Linked DNA regions of Mus musculus: all the other regions are linked to region 1. A link is a contact called in public HiChIP or PLAC-seq and promoter capture Hi-C data. All regions are on one chromosome and are shown on one strand. Each heading gives the region's core, a stretch centred on a gene start, on an enhancer-like site or on the middle of the called end of the contact. The rest is flanking DNA. Distances are from core to core; before and after follow the strand shown.

The links. Promoter capture Hi-C pulls out the DNA fragments that hold promoters and counts their contacts. HiChIP or PLAC-seq counts read pairs in DNA pulled down with a chosen protein or histone mark.
Region 2: a contact with region 1 is called in an H3K27ac HiChIP or PLAC-seq map of large pre-B cells, with 6 times the contacts expected there. The contact joins the enhancer-like site here to the promoter of C2cd5 in region 1. A contact is called at or near these places in 2 of 39 promoter capture datasets (hippocampal neurons and pre-B cells), 2 of 115 datasets of contacts at active chromatin or transcription factors (embryonic stem cells and large pre-B cells) and 1 of 9 other capture datasets (embryonic stem cells).
Region 3: a contact with region 1 is called in an H3K27ac HiChIP or PLAC-seq map of large pre-B cells, with 9 times the contacts expected there. The contact joins the enhancer-like site here to the promoter of C2cd5 in region 1. A contact is called at or near these places in 4 of 39 promoter capture datasets (the 3T3-L1 cell line, hippocampal neurons and pre-B cells) and 1 of 115 datasets of contacts at active chromatin or transcription factors (large pre-B cells).
Region 4: a contact with region 1 is called in a promoter capture Hi-C map of embryonic stem cells, with 10 times the contacts expected there. The contact joins the enhancer-like site here to the promoter of C2cd5 in region 1. A contact is called at or near these places in 5 of 39 promoter capture datasets (the 3T3-L1 cell line, embryonic stem cells, frontonasal cranial neural crest and 2 more), 1 of 484 Hi-C or Micro-C datasets (cortical neurons), 2 of 115 datasets of contacts at active chromatin or transcription factors (embryonic stem cells and forebrain) and 1 of 9 other capture datasets (embryonic stem cells).

The regions. Positions count from the first base shown.
Region 1 is chr6:143,098,256-143,101,562 of GRCm38.p6, reverse strand. It overlaps C2cd5 (C2 calcium-dependent domain containing 5), which reads left to right and starts at 1,411. Exons shown (of 29, transcript NM_001362113.1): 1 at 1,411-1,630; 2 at 1,767-1,885. The coding sequence starts at 1,796.
Region 2 is chr6:144,900,568-144,904,189 of GRCm38.p6, reverse strand. No RefSeq gene overlaps it. Among named protein-coding and RNA genes, the nearest start is that of Gm32124, 4.6 kb to the right of the region's middle. Within about 2 kb of position 1,384, at least 178 of the 459 cell types and tissues checked have an H3K27ac peak or open chromatin away from gene starts, as enhancers often do. A contact at or near this core is called in pre-B cells, where this site is marked.
Region 3 is chr6:144,918,686-144,922,306 of GRCm38.p6, reverse strand. No RefSeq gene overlaps it. Among named protein-coding and RNA genes, the nearest start is that of Gm32124, 23 kb to the right of the region's middle. Within about 2 kb of position 2,371, at least 35 of the 459 cell types and tissues checked have an H3K27ac peak or open chromatin away from gene starts, as enhancers often do.
Region 4 is chr6:145,000,415-145,003,777 of GRCm38.p6, reverse strand. The region is part of intron 10 of Bcat1 (branched chain aminotransferase 1, cytosolic); the gene reads left to right. Among named protein-coding and RNA genes, the nearest start is that of Gm26666, 45 kb to the left of the region's middle. Within about 2 kb of position 2,002, at least 52 of the 459 cell types and tissues checked have an H3K27ac peak or open chromatin away from gene starts, as enhancers often do. A contact at or near this core is called in embryonic stem cells, where this site is marked.

The DNA of each region.
Region 1 (3,307 bases), core at 162-2,661:
GACAAGGATGGAAATTTCTCTAGTCCAAACAGTATGCAACAATGTATCTTTTACTTATTCTTTTTCTTCTTTTGAGCAGGACATTTTCTTTGGAAGAATTCAGTTTTGCCCATGGGCAAAATTCCTTTCTCAGGAGGACTCTTTTTGAAAGGGCGTTTCTGGTTCATTACCACTTCAAGTAATTTTTCTATCCTGTTTTAGTATTTTTGAAGTTAAAAAGACCATGCTGATATCTTCATTTAGGAATTTTCCATTCCTGATAAATTCAGTGCTGTGATTTTTTTCCCACTGGCATTTTCAGTGTTGATTTCAGTATTTACTACAGAGTGTATTGCCAATGCTGGGTTTGCCATAGTGTAGGAAGTGCTCTTGTTCCATCCTGTGTGTGGGCTTCAACCCCAATCATTTTCTGATAGTCTGAAGCAGTATCTAATACCCCACTTTGACAGGCTCATGATGTATCTAGAGTGGGGTCAATTTACAGAGACCTAGTGAGGTCTTCTTCGGGCTCATTTCTCACACTGACTACATGTACCGCTGGAGGTTCGTTTCTTGCTGACTTTTAGCCAGCACTGTAGACCTTTCCTTTAGGCGTGTGAATGCTTAATACTTAGAGAGCTGGATGTGCAGGCACAAACCCATCACCTTAGCACTTGTGACAATACACCAGGAAGACTGCCACATTCAAAGCCAGCCTGGGCTGCATACCAAGGAGAGGCCAGCAGGCAAGATGTTGCCTCAAAAAAGAAAGTTCACACTGACACACAAAGTTCACACTGACATAAGGAAGTGTGAAGTGCCATCTATAACCCAGTACACAGTACAATTGCCTGTGACTGAAATAAGTCTTTGAAGAAATAATATTTATTTTCACTAGCTGAGATGCGTGTGTGTAATTTTTTGTCCCTTTTCCTTTTTTTTTTTTTTTTTTTTTTTTTTTTTTTTTTTTTTTTCTTTTTTGAGCCAAACTTTTCGTCTGTTGCCCAGGCTGGCTAAGAACTCGATGCAATCCTCCTGCCTCCACTTTCCAAGTTCTGGGTTGACAGGTGTGCGTCCCCACACCTGACTCTAACCAGAGGATTCTTACTGAAATTCATAGAAAACCACTACTCGCATCAGTACCCCTTCCTGGTGGCCGTCTCAGGAAACACTAAAAGTAGACTCCTCTAGTATGCTTGGCAGCAGCAGTCTGTCCAAGGGCCAACAAAATGAAGCGCGGCTGGGTTGTCACCAGCGCCGGGTGCCCAGAGCGCTGGAGCGTGTCCTCAGCACGGCTCCTGCACCTAACCGACCCGAGGCTGGGTAGATGATGCAGGGCTCGACCGGTTCCCCTGCTCTCCAGCTCAGCCCCGCCCCTCTCCCATGGCCCCGCGAATTCAAATCGGCCCCGCCGCAGGGCAGAGCACCGAGAGATCGATCGCTCCCGCCCCTCGAGCCGCCATTTTTGGAAGGTGGGAGGAGAAAGGTGGGTGGGCGCGGTGCCTGCTTTGCGGGATGCTGACTGGACTTGGCGGCTCTCTGCAGCACGTCAGGGGTAGGGCAGCACGGCTGGCCGGCGCCCTTCCTCCGGCTGCTTCTCCGGAATGAGGCCTCGGTGGCCGCGCGGGACGACTCGGTTCCTGCTCAGAGCGTGAGTGCGGCGCGCGCGCCCTCCGCTGTCAGTTGGCGCGCGCTCCCGACGCCTCTCCGCGCGCCCCCGCGCCCCCCCCCCCCGGGCTCGCGCTCGCTCGCTCGCTCGGCGCAGACTCGCTTGTTTGTTTCTGCAGGAATCCTAGGAGAGGCCGAAGCCGCCGTGATGCCGGGGAAGCTGAAGGTGAAAATTGTGGCCGGTCGCCATTTGCCGGTGATGGACCGTGCCAGTGACCTGACGGATGCCTTCGTGGAGGTTGGTTCCTGGTCCTGCCCCCCAGAGCACGGGGCGCCGAGCCCTGCCCTTCCCGCGGTCCCCGGCTCCGTGGAGGGATGCCCGCCCGCCCCCAGCCCGTGAGATGTGGCCATCGGTCCTGGACACGTCCCGCTGCCAAGCTCGCGGTCAGGGCGTCGGTCCGACCACCTGCCGGTCCGAGGCGTGGCAGCGGAGACGCTCGCCACGACCTCGTTTGCGGTTAGGAGGTTAAGGGCCATTGCTGCAGCAAGTCCACGCAGCCAGCCCTCTGGGGACACCCACAGCCCCACGGTGCGACTACATCCAACCCGTACCCCAACACCGTCTGAATCATCAGTGCAAGTCACACACAACAGCAGCACTAAAGCTGCCCTTGTGTAGACTGGTAGGGAGGTGAGCTGTTTCAGGGTAATTTATTGCCTCGAGGTAGGAAGTCAATTAAGTGCCATGGGTTTCAATTGCAAAATTGCTCTTTAAGTCTAATGATTAGTTTAAAAGTCATGCAAATTAGCACAGGCCTACTGTCCGGAAGTTAATAACTCACAACCTGAAAGAAGCCAAGGAGAAATTGTAATAAAAGTTGACATAATGAGGCAGACCATTAGAGCAATAATCATTTGGGCTATTAATGCTTAGGGTTCAAAGACATATGACAGTATACTTATACTCAATATATTCTTAAACGTTCCAGAACCTAATTAACTGCAATTCACTGTATTTTTTATTTTATTTATTTTTATGGCATTTGTTGAGTTCAACTTCATCTTTTATTGAAACAAACAAACACAAACCAAACTAACCCCCCCCCCCCAAAAAAAAAAACAAAAAACAAAAAACAAAACCCAAAGCAGTTTGCTCCTGGGCCAGATGTCAACAGAGATCTAATGATAACTGAAGTTGTACTGCCTTTCAGGCAGCCTGGAGAGTAATCCACACAGCTGATATTAATATCTAATATGTATTGAGCTTCATTATTGAGATATTTGTGTTTTGTACTTTTGAATCCTTAGTTTTTACAGCAAAGCTAACTAGGAGCCATATCCTCATCTTACAGGTTAGGCAGTGGATTCCTAGGGGCAGAAATAATGTGCTTCGATGATCTACCTTGTAAATCTCCACAGCCTAGCAGCAGTCTCTTCTATTATAACTTTCCCACCTCTCTAGACAAGGTGCTGAATGTTATTTTTGAATGATGGTTGTTTGCTAGGCCCTGTGCTATTCTGGTTTAGTTGATGTATGTATAATGATGAACAAGGTGAATTTGGTTTCTGATTTTAAGGAACTTTTGTTTTGGTGACTAAGACATTTTAAAAGTACAGAATTTACGAAGTAGATAATGCAAATTAGGAAAAAATTGTTATGGGTGCCATAAAAAAATGCACTAGAAAGTGGTAAAGATCACCATTTTTAGGTTGTGAGGTC
Region 2 (3,622 bases), core at 135-2,634, 1.8 Mb before region 1:
TCTCTGTGTTCTGACCCTCCTGCATCCATCCCTCTTCCACAGAGGATCTTCCGAGCTAAGGCAGCACAGTCTCCCCATCTCTTTAAACTTAATTCCACCTGCACATTCTCTAATGAGGGGGAACTTTTGCTAACTTCTGAAGGTGTCAGCCTCCCTGAAGGTCATTAATCTAAGAAATTGCTCTCAGGGAATTTTTAAGGATAATTACTGGAACCCACAGACATGAACAGCATGGGAGGGTGGGTGTGGACCCTTTGACTTCTGGGCTGTAGCTTTTCATTAAAAGAATTTTTTTTTTTGGAGTAGAAATGTTTGAAAAGCATTATCACGCTCATATTTACAGTATAGAAAGACCACAGAAAGTCCTACAACCTTCCCTAGGAAGGTTATAAAGGGCACGGATACATGGAAATTGACTTTTTGTTTTTTTAAAGCAATGTCTGTTTGGATGCATGGGTAGAGCACGGATGTTCATTTCCACCCCCTCCCCCTGTTCCCTTCTACCTTATTGCCTACTCAGTTCCCAGAAATCCTTAATTTGCTTTGTGCAGGACTTAAACTCTATCAGATGTCTTCTCCATATGAATTTATGCTGCAACCACTCTGTCCAAGTGACAAGATTAAGTGACAAGACATTTGCTCGACAGTGCTTCTCAGAGTGCAGACAATGACTTGATTAAGGAGTGCGTTATGTATGCTTTGGATGTGACTGTGCCCCCAGGCCCGGGCATCTGAACACCCGTTCCCAGCTGGTGGTCCTGTGGGGGGAGATACGGAGCCTTCAGGAGACGAAGCTTCTCTGGAGGAAGTGGGTTGCTTTTGGGGCGGACCTCGAGGTTTGTGACCTGACCCCACTTCCTGCCTGCTGGTGTGTGGAGAGGTGAAGACTCTCAGCCGTACCCTCTGCTCCCCCAGCAGTGAATTCCTCGCCTTTCCCTCTGTACCCTTTCAAACCATGAGCCCCAAAGAGCCATTCCTCCTTTTAAGTAGCCTGTTTGCCAGAGTGATAAGAACTGGTCCAGAAGACATTCAGGAACAGCTAAAGCATTTTAAAGAGAATACAGGCTGCAGGAGGCTCTGTACAACTAAGAATCAGATTCCGGACACGCTCTGTGTTGGCTCTCACTCTACAGACACAACGAGTGTATTGTTAGCAGCCCTGCAGCTGCTTTGTCAGGTACCTGGGCTGGGACAGAACAGTGGGCTTGAAGGCACTGACTCCGCAATCAAAGTGAGGGAAGAGGTCCCGAGGTCTGAGGAACACCCAAGGGACAAGAGAGAGGATGGACATCTCTTTGGCAGCTTGGTGTCTACTCTGCACACTGAAACCATCCCAGGTCTGACTCAACAAAGTACCAGCACGGAGTCATCCGACCACTTCCTGGGTTTTCCCCCTCAAAGCTTTCACACCCAGCGTTGGCCTGCACTCCACCCTGCCAGAGGATGAGCTCAGCAGGCTGCGCAGGCGCGAAGGCCTGACAGACTGCTATGTAATGGTCCCCGGGGGCACCGGGCTTCCATCCCTGGAGGCAGGAGATGGAAGAGGGTTTGAACAACAGCAATTAGCTGGGGATTTTCTCCGTGTCTTGGTGAGAAACATCTGACCTCGAAACAAGTCTTTCTTTGGTGAAGAAGGGCGGTGTGTGCCTTACAGGAAACTCAAACATGACTTCAGAACATTACACACTGGATTAGGCAGAAGGGCACATGTGTGGCACCAGGGGGTGGGGTGGGGGGAGCTCGCCTCTGATTTTTAGAGCAGAAATACAACCGGAGCTTGAGTGAGGTTGTCAGCGGGGAAGCTTAGGCATGCTCCAGTCTGAGGGTCTTAGGCACTCACCGTTGGCAGATCACCGCGCCAGCCCTTCCTCCCCACCCCTTATTTCCTTCTTCTGCCAGCTTGCGCTCTCTGTTCTTCCCTATTTAAATATTTCTTCCTACTCAGAGCCCTGTAAGCACTTCATCACCAAAGTCTTTGATCTAGGAACAATAGCAGCCGTTTGAACAGCAGAAGAGAAACACTTGTTACATAATTTTACTTTCTCTCCAGACTTTGAACATATATCACCAAGTCAGGAAAACCTAGAGTGAAAGTTTCCAGGGCCGACCACACTCCAACCACACCCCGCCCAAGGCCCGACCACACCCTGATCAAGGCCCACCACGACTGACCACGCCCCAAACACGCCCCAACCTCCCCTGGCCTGCCTGCCTTTACATAGTGTTTTTATTTCTCACTCAGTTTGGTCACACTTTTCTGAGGCTAATTATGCACCGGCCTTGCAATCTTTACAAGATTTGCACATGACAAATTCTGATTTGCTTGTTACGCAGGGAAGGCAATCTTCAAGATGAAGCTTCATAAATAACCAAAAGGAAGACTTTTACACTCAACAGTAAAGCTAATTTATACTCACGAAAATTTTTTTTCTCCCACCATGCATTATACAGTGTCAGGCATAATATTTTAATCCCTACACTTTAGCACACATTTCAGCCTTCCTGGCTTTGATTGACCTATGGCGTCTCACTGCATCTTCATGGATTGTGGGACACAGAGGGCGGCAGCATATTATGGGCTGGAATGTGTTATTTTTCCACCTCTAAGTCTCCCTCACTTTCTTACATGGACACACACACACACACACACACACACACACACACACATACACAGATGATTATATTTAATGGTTTCCAAACTAAAATGACATCCCAGTCTCTTCTCTTACCTACCTGCTCTCCATTGGTTGTGCAAGCCTAAGTCCACCTATCAAAAGCAGCTCCAACAGTGTTTACCCAGCGAGTGGTGCACACCAACAATCTAAATATAGACACCATCTTTCCAAGTCCGCACCATGAAGCACTTTCAGTGACCCACCAGGTAAAGATGTGTCCCCACCAACAAGGTGCGAAGAGATCTGGTCTCTAGAAATTAGCACTGCTAATTAGCACATGACCTTAGGAGACAACATGACCTTCAGCAGAATATTATCTGTCTTGTTTCTTAGATTATGAAGAGAAAGGATAGGGAAGTGCTTGGAAGCCAGTGTGGATACTTAGATCTCTCACGTAGGCAACTTGAAAGGCCAACTGTGTCCATGGTTGAAAAACATTTCTTTGAGCTGTTTTCTTGTTTTGAGTCAGATCTTAATGAAGCTCGGGCTGGCCTCAAACTCACTATATGGGGTTTTTTTTTTTTTTTGGTTTTTCGAGACAGGGTTTCTCTGTGCAGCCCTGGCTGTCCTGGAACTCACTTTGTAGACCAGCTGGCCTTGAACTCAGAAATCCGCCTGCCTCGGCCTCCCGAGTGCTGGGATTAAAGATGTGCGCCACCACGCCCGGCTTGGATATTGGCCTTTGAACTCTAAAGCTTCTTTCTGCTTCTACCTCCCTGGTGCTGGGACTACTGAGGCGCACACTACCAGGTCCAGAATAAGCTATTTTTAAAACTTGTTGTAACTGACGTTGGAGAGGGATACTCCTGAGCTGAGTGTCCTAGGCACAGGGCAGCAATTCCTTCTCTTTCAATCCTAGGATCCAGACTTGACTGCTTCTGCATTTGGAAGGCAGCCTCAGCCATTTTCTCATGCTGAGACGTCGGGTGGACAGGGCTGGGCTTAGC
Region 3 (3,621 bases), core at 1,122-3,621, 1.8 Mb before region 1:
CTTTTGCTGGCGGTTGCTCATCTCCATATCGGATCCTCGGCAGCCAGAATCATGTTGATAGCACTTGAGACAGTTCAAAATTATTCTTCACTTCTTAAAGAATTTTTTTATTTTTGGCAAGGAGCATACATTTCTTGTTTCAAGCCTAGGAATGAATACTATACCCCCTCTGCAGGGGTTAAGTCTCCGATGGCTGCAAGAGCTAGACAATTGAGATCTGTGTGTCAGCTGAGAAATGAGGATTAAAGGTTTAATTCTTTCTTGGGGGCTCCCTCGTGCTTTCATTCATAATTGGGATTTGTTTTAGTTTTGGTAAGAGGCAACATTTTATTTCTGGGCAGGGAAGTCCTATGTAATAGAAAATGCTAGAAGACAAAGGCTTGGGAAGAGAGGGCTAAGAGCAGGACACACTTGTTGGGCGTGGTATTGTGACAAGCTGAATGTTCTTGTTTGGGGCCCTTCAGGACAGAGCCCAGGATCCCTCTTCAATGCTGCATTCCTGGGAGGCTTTGATTTGACTTCTTCTCAGTCCTGGCTAACCTCAAGTGCCCGTGACTTCCAGCCACACTGCTAAAGGACACCCTCTCATTTGGTCACACCGACAACGCTGGTTTCAAAGGCCTCCATAGTATTTTTTTTAAACTGTTCTTCTGTAGCCCAGGCTGGCCTCAGATACTCCACATAGCTGAGGATAGCCTTGAGTCACTGATCCTCCTGCCTCTGTTTCCTGAGTGTTGGTATTACAGGCCTGTAGAACTGTGCCTAGTTTGTGCAGTTCTAGGGATTGAATTTAGGCTTTCCTGCATGGTACACAAGACCAGAGGCATGCTTGCAGGACCCCAACTTGCTCTCTATGGTACCAATACTCAAAAGGGCCAAGGAAGTCTCTTTTGCAAGGCCGTTGTCAGGACTGGATACCCATGTCTCAGGGAATGTGGCTTCTTGGTACACTGTGTTGAATTGGTTGAGATCACTCATGTGGAGGGAATAAAATTCTTCTTCTGCCTTTGAACTAGAAAGGAACAGACGTATGTGTACATGTGTGCATGTGTGAGTGTACATGTATGTATATGGGCATGCATGCACGTGTGTGTGCACACGTGTGCTCATGTGTGTATGTGCATGATTATGTCCCCTCATTGCACTTTACAATATGAATTTTTCCTTTATTTTCTTTGAGACAGAGTTGCAGTCTATGACCCAGGTTTGCCTGGTATTCATGTAGACTTCATGGCAATCCTCCTGCCTGGACCCCTTAACTGCTGGGATTATAACCAAGTGCCACCAATACTGACTGACTCAGTGTAAGCACTTGGACTTGTGACTGTGTCTTGGGATGGTGACACGTGAACTGTGGTGCCAGTGCCCTGGGATAGGAGCTCTGTGGATTCCTTCCTGTTGGTCCCGTGCATCTCTGAACCTTGCAGCTGCTTATTGAAGAGATTGGATTCCCTGCCTCCTCTGCCTTTGGAGAGGGCCACGCCGTCAACTGGTATTTCAGAGACTGAATGGGCCTTAGCTGGTACTGTAAAGTCTTAGCTCCCTTACGTGAAACAAAGTGCACCATAAAGATAGTATTTCATACGAACAGCAAGAGAGTCACTTAAACATAGTTTGATTTTTATTTATTTGTGTGTGTGTGTGCATTCATGTGCATGTGTGCGTGCCTGTGGGGGGTGGGGGCAGAAGTCGATGTAGGGTGTTTCTTCAGCTAGTCTCTACCTTGTTTCTGGAGACTTCTGATTGGCTTAACTGGCTAACCAGCAAGCCCCAGAGATCCTCTTGCTCTTCCACAGAACTGGAATTATAAGTGTGGCCATGGCCAGCCCTTTATGTAGAACCTAGGTCCTTATGGTTTTGTGGCAAGCATTTACCAACTGTACTATTGCACTACCTTCAAGGTAGCTGTCTTATTCACACACACACACACACACACACACACACACACACACACACACACACACACAGACACACAGACACACATACACACACACAGACCCAGACACACACAGACACAGACACACAGACTCTCTCTCTCTCACACACACACACACACACACACACACACACACACACATACACACACACACACACACACACACACACACATACACACACACACACTCGAATTCTTGCTAACCCCCACTCCTAACACCAAGAACCAGGACTCATGAACTCATGAACTTTAAGTACCCTATAGAACGGCAGTCATGGCCCTGACAGTGAGCTGATATTTCCATCCCCATCCAGTGCTGGTTAGTCAGGGTATAAAGAGTTTGCTTGTTATGGGTCAAATGTAATCTGACTTCTGACCTGAACACCCATCGCTTCCTTGCACGACACACGTCTGAAGTGCAGAGATGAGGTCACAGACAGGAAGTGGAGAGACGATGCCCTCCACACAGCACACACTCAATGAAGTGTGTTGAGTTAGATTAAGTTGAATTACACAAACTGACCCAGATTAAGGCTTTACACCCTTCTTTGCCTTCCTTTGTTGTTGTTGGTTTTGGATTGGCTCCAGAGAAAAAGAACAAAGTACCCTTTGAGGGTAACTTTTTAAAAGTCTGCTATGGTTTATTTTAGGAGAGCCTGATAGTGTACTTTCATTGCTCTCGGCCCAAAGAATGACAAACCACCTGATGAGAGATTTATCAAAACCACCCCAAAGAGTGATCCCTCCCTGCTTTTAAGTCACGCTCTGTCCGCCCACATCTCCCTCCTTTGCTAGCCCAGATCATTTCTAGTCTTTATGGAAATGAATTAGCTTTTCCTTTAGAGATATTTTTGGTAGGTTGGACTCCAATCTTAAGTCACACATGACTCTTAATATTTTCTTTTTTAATTCATTAAATCTGTTACTTGGCATTTTCACACACATGCACACATATACCACACATACCACATACACATATACACACATACCACACACCCACCACAGACACGCACATACATGCATGCCCCACACCACACATATACAGACCACACAAGGCACGCATAGATGCACACACACACACACATACACGCACATGCACAGGTATACATGCACACACACATATACACCCACCACACATGCATACACACACATGCATATGCACACACACTCATACCACACACATATGCATACCCACCCCTACCCACTCACACACACTACACACACATGCATATGTAGATGCACACATACCACATACACCTGCACACACAATACACATACCACACATATGCATATGTACATGCTCACACCACACACACACACATTCACATGTATACATACACATATACACCTACCACAAATGCACACACACATGCATATGCTCATACACACACCACACACACATACATGAATATCTTCCCACACACCACACACACACATGCATATGCTCATACACACACCACACACACATACATGAATATCTTCCCACACACCACACACACACATGCATATGCTCATACACACACCACACACACATACATGAATATCTTCCCACACACCACACACACACATGAACACATATACACACCACACATGCACACACACATGCCACATGCTACACGCTACACACACACACACACGCGCACACACACACACACACACACACACACACACACACGGCACACATG
Region 4 (3,363 bases), core at 753-3,252, 1.9 Mb before region 1:
AAGAGTATAACATGTTATTGTAAAAATGGAAAATATATTAAAAATAGGAGACAGGGTTGGAATATAGTGGTGCTGTCTTAACCTACCATGTGGTAATGTCAGGTCATGTCTCAATAACCAGAGCTGGGGGAGGGGGGAAGAAAGAAAGAGGAATTAAACTTACCCATGGATCTAGCACTTAGATACAATTACTGTTAATTCTAAGTTTTGAATGTTTATAACTCCAATATTATATAAGCATTTACCTGTTTACTTATATTTTCCAACAAGATAGTTGTAATTAAACACAATTTTGTTACCTGCTTTTTCTATATAATAAGCCACCTGCTTTTCTCTCCCGAGTTTCTCAGGCTGGGGACAGAGCTCATTTGGTGGAGTCCTTGCTTACTGGGCACAAAGCCTTGGGGTCAGGCCCCAGCCTCTCACACCAGACAGCTGGTCACATTTGTAATCTCACTACATCTGGAGTTCAGGAGACCAGAGGCCATCCTCCACCAAATGAACTTCCAAGCTAGCCTGGGCTATATGAAACCCTGTCTTAAAAAGCCAAAACTAATAACTAATAAAGAAGGAAAGAGAATAGTTACTTATTGTTTTACACCAGTGAGGTGCTTTCCATAGAGATCTTTTATAAGAAAGTTGGTGAGGAGAACACCTTTAATCCCAGCACTTTGGAGGGATGGGCAAGGGATCTCTGAGTTCAAAGCCAGCCTGGTCTACATCGGGAGTTGGCGTTCAACAGGGCTATATAGTGAGACCTGATTTTTTTTTTTAAAGGTTAAAATTGAAAAGACGCACATAGGGGATGAGTGCTTAAATGCTTGTCACCCACAGAATTCAGGTACCCAGAATCCTATGTAGATTGCTGCATGACATGACAACCCACCTGGTGATTCTGAAAGAAAGCCAGGAGATCCCCAAAGCAATCTGCCCAGTTCAACCAGCCTTATCCATGCGCTCTGGGCTTGATTGAGTGACCCTATCTCTGTGAATAAGGAAGAAGAGTGTCAACCTTAGGACTTTGCATGCACGTGCACATATATATATATGTATCTACATGTCCACATGTCCAGACACATATAGACACGCCTACAACACCACACACACACACACACACACACACACACACACACACTGGAAAAAGGAAAAAAATAAATAACAGACACATGTGGTAGAGCGGTTGAGAAAACCCAAACTTTCCCCTCTTGATTTATGTGCTTCAGGGACGGTGACATTAAATCCAACGTCAGGCCTGGGGAAGTAGAGTATTTCCGGTTGCAGGCACATGCTGGTAATCCAGCACTTGGTGGGTGGACATGGGGATCAGAAGTTCACAGTCATCACACATTTTGCAAGTCTGAGCCCCCCCCCCCCCCCCCCCCCCGTCCACTCAGAATCCATACTGAACAAAGACAAAGGTCGTAACCACAGGCACAGGAGATCAGAGATGACTCGGAGTCAGTCACAAGCACACACCCCCGTGTCCCCCAGTGCGTTAAGCAACAGGGCCTTCCGTCCATAATCAAAACCACATCTTCTTCCCTCAATTATTTTATGCTTGTGTCCTCAAGTCTCCAAATTATCCTCTGACAAGATGGCAAATTGGTGCTGTTAGCCAAGTGACTAGCTCGCCTGTTTCCAAGAAAAATAATTTTAGTAATTACTGAGGGGGAAAAAAGAAGTCTGATGTTACATCATGTTTGACATTTGATCTCTTTGGGTGTTACACAGAAACATGATGTTTCCCTACAAAGTGTTCCACAAAATTAAAGACAAGAGTTAAAAAAAAACCCACAAAAGAAAAATTAAAACCCAAGTTCTTGCCAGTATGACCCAGGGGGAATTTTTGAAACCTCAGATGTATAAACTTTTGAATATTAGGATAAGTACTTGTCCGGTGTAGCTAATTATCCACATTGGTCCCTGGGTGCTAGCTTACGGGACCTTCACTTTACCTCCTGCAAAGGGCACAGTCCCAACACAAGATTGTTTTGTGCCCCACCCCTTCTTTTTATAATGAGGAGGGAGAGGCACTAGCTCTCCATGTCGCCTGCTCTCCTGTTTCCACCCACCCTACACTCCCAGCTCCCACTCTGGGGGTGGGGGGCGGGGCAAAAGCACCTTTGTTTCATGAGGCCACGTCTCTGCTGAGCCTCCTACAACGTGGTTGCATTATAAGGTCATGGCTGTCTGTCCTTCAGTGTTCAATCCCTGTAGGAACCTTTTCATTGGATTTGTTTTTAAGACAGGGTCCCACTGTGTAGACCAGGCTGGCCCTGAACCTTCCAGAGTTCCCCCAGAGCATGTGCGGCACACCTCCTGTGGAAAGCTTTTAAATACCTCCTGAGCTACCTAGACTCCAAAGTTCAGTCACACCCGTCCCTCCTAGAGCTGCTTGAATGCTTGGGTTTTGGGTTTGTTTGTTTGTTTGTTTGTTTGTTTTGCTTTGTTTTAAACTTCTCTTTATGTCCCTTGGGATTAGCACAAGTCTTGGGTAGAGTATACAGACAGTAATATTTCTTCATTGAAAGAAGGAATGAGATGCCAAGATAATTTTTTTTAAATACAGCTCATGTGTTACTTTTGTGTATTTACATATAGGAAGAGACGGGAAATGTCTTAAACAATATGGCATTGATAGGTTTCATATTATTAAACAACATACTTGAGGTAGTCATTTTATAACGAGAAAAGGTTTGTCTAGCTCACAGTTTTAGAGATTAGACATTGGTCTGGTCTCTGAGACTGGCAGGTAGGTGGCAGGTTTCTATGCAGTGAAAGGCAATGGCTCTAGTGAGCTAAGGGCCAAGGCCACAGCTTCAGTTCTGCTATCATTTGGTAGCTCCACCCTGGGGACAGAGCCTTCAAACCAGAGCTATTGAAGAGACACGGCAGACATCACATCACAGCAAGCATCAAATTCTTCCATGGTATCCTAACAAGATGAATATTATTAATACCACCATGCCTGCCTCGGGGCAGCAGGAGCCTGGGCTTCAGGCATCAGGGAAAGGGGTGTGAGGAATGGGCTCTTGTTTCATGGAGTAGGAAAAGGAAGCTGCAGGTTCATCCTGAGGCCATTATCATTTTATTGATTGATTGAGATAGTCTTTTACAGTCCAGGCTAGCCTTAAATGCCTGTCGATCCTTACTGCCTTCACCTCCCAAGTGCTGGGACTACGGGTAGGTGCCAACACACTCATTTTCTTTTTTTAGAAGATTCGCTTTTATTTTTAATTATGTGTCTATGGGAATAGAGGGGGTGGTATGTGCACATGAAACAGAGAGGGTGTTGAATCCGCTGGAGCGGGAATTAAAGACTTTTGAACCCAGGTGCTGATAGAAGCCAGGTCCTCTGGAAGA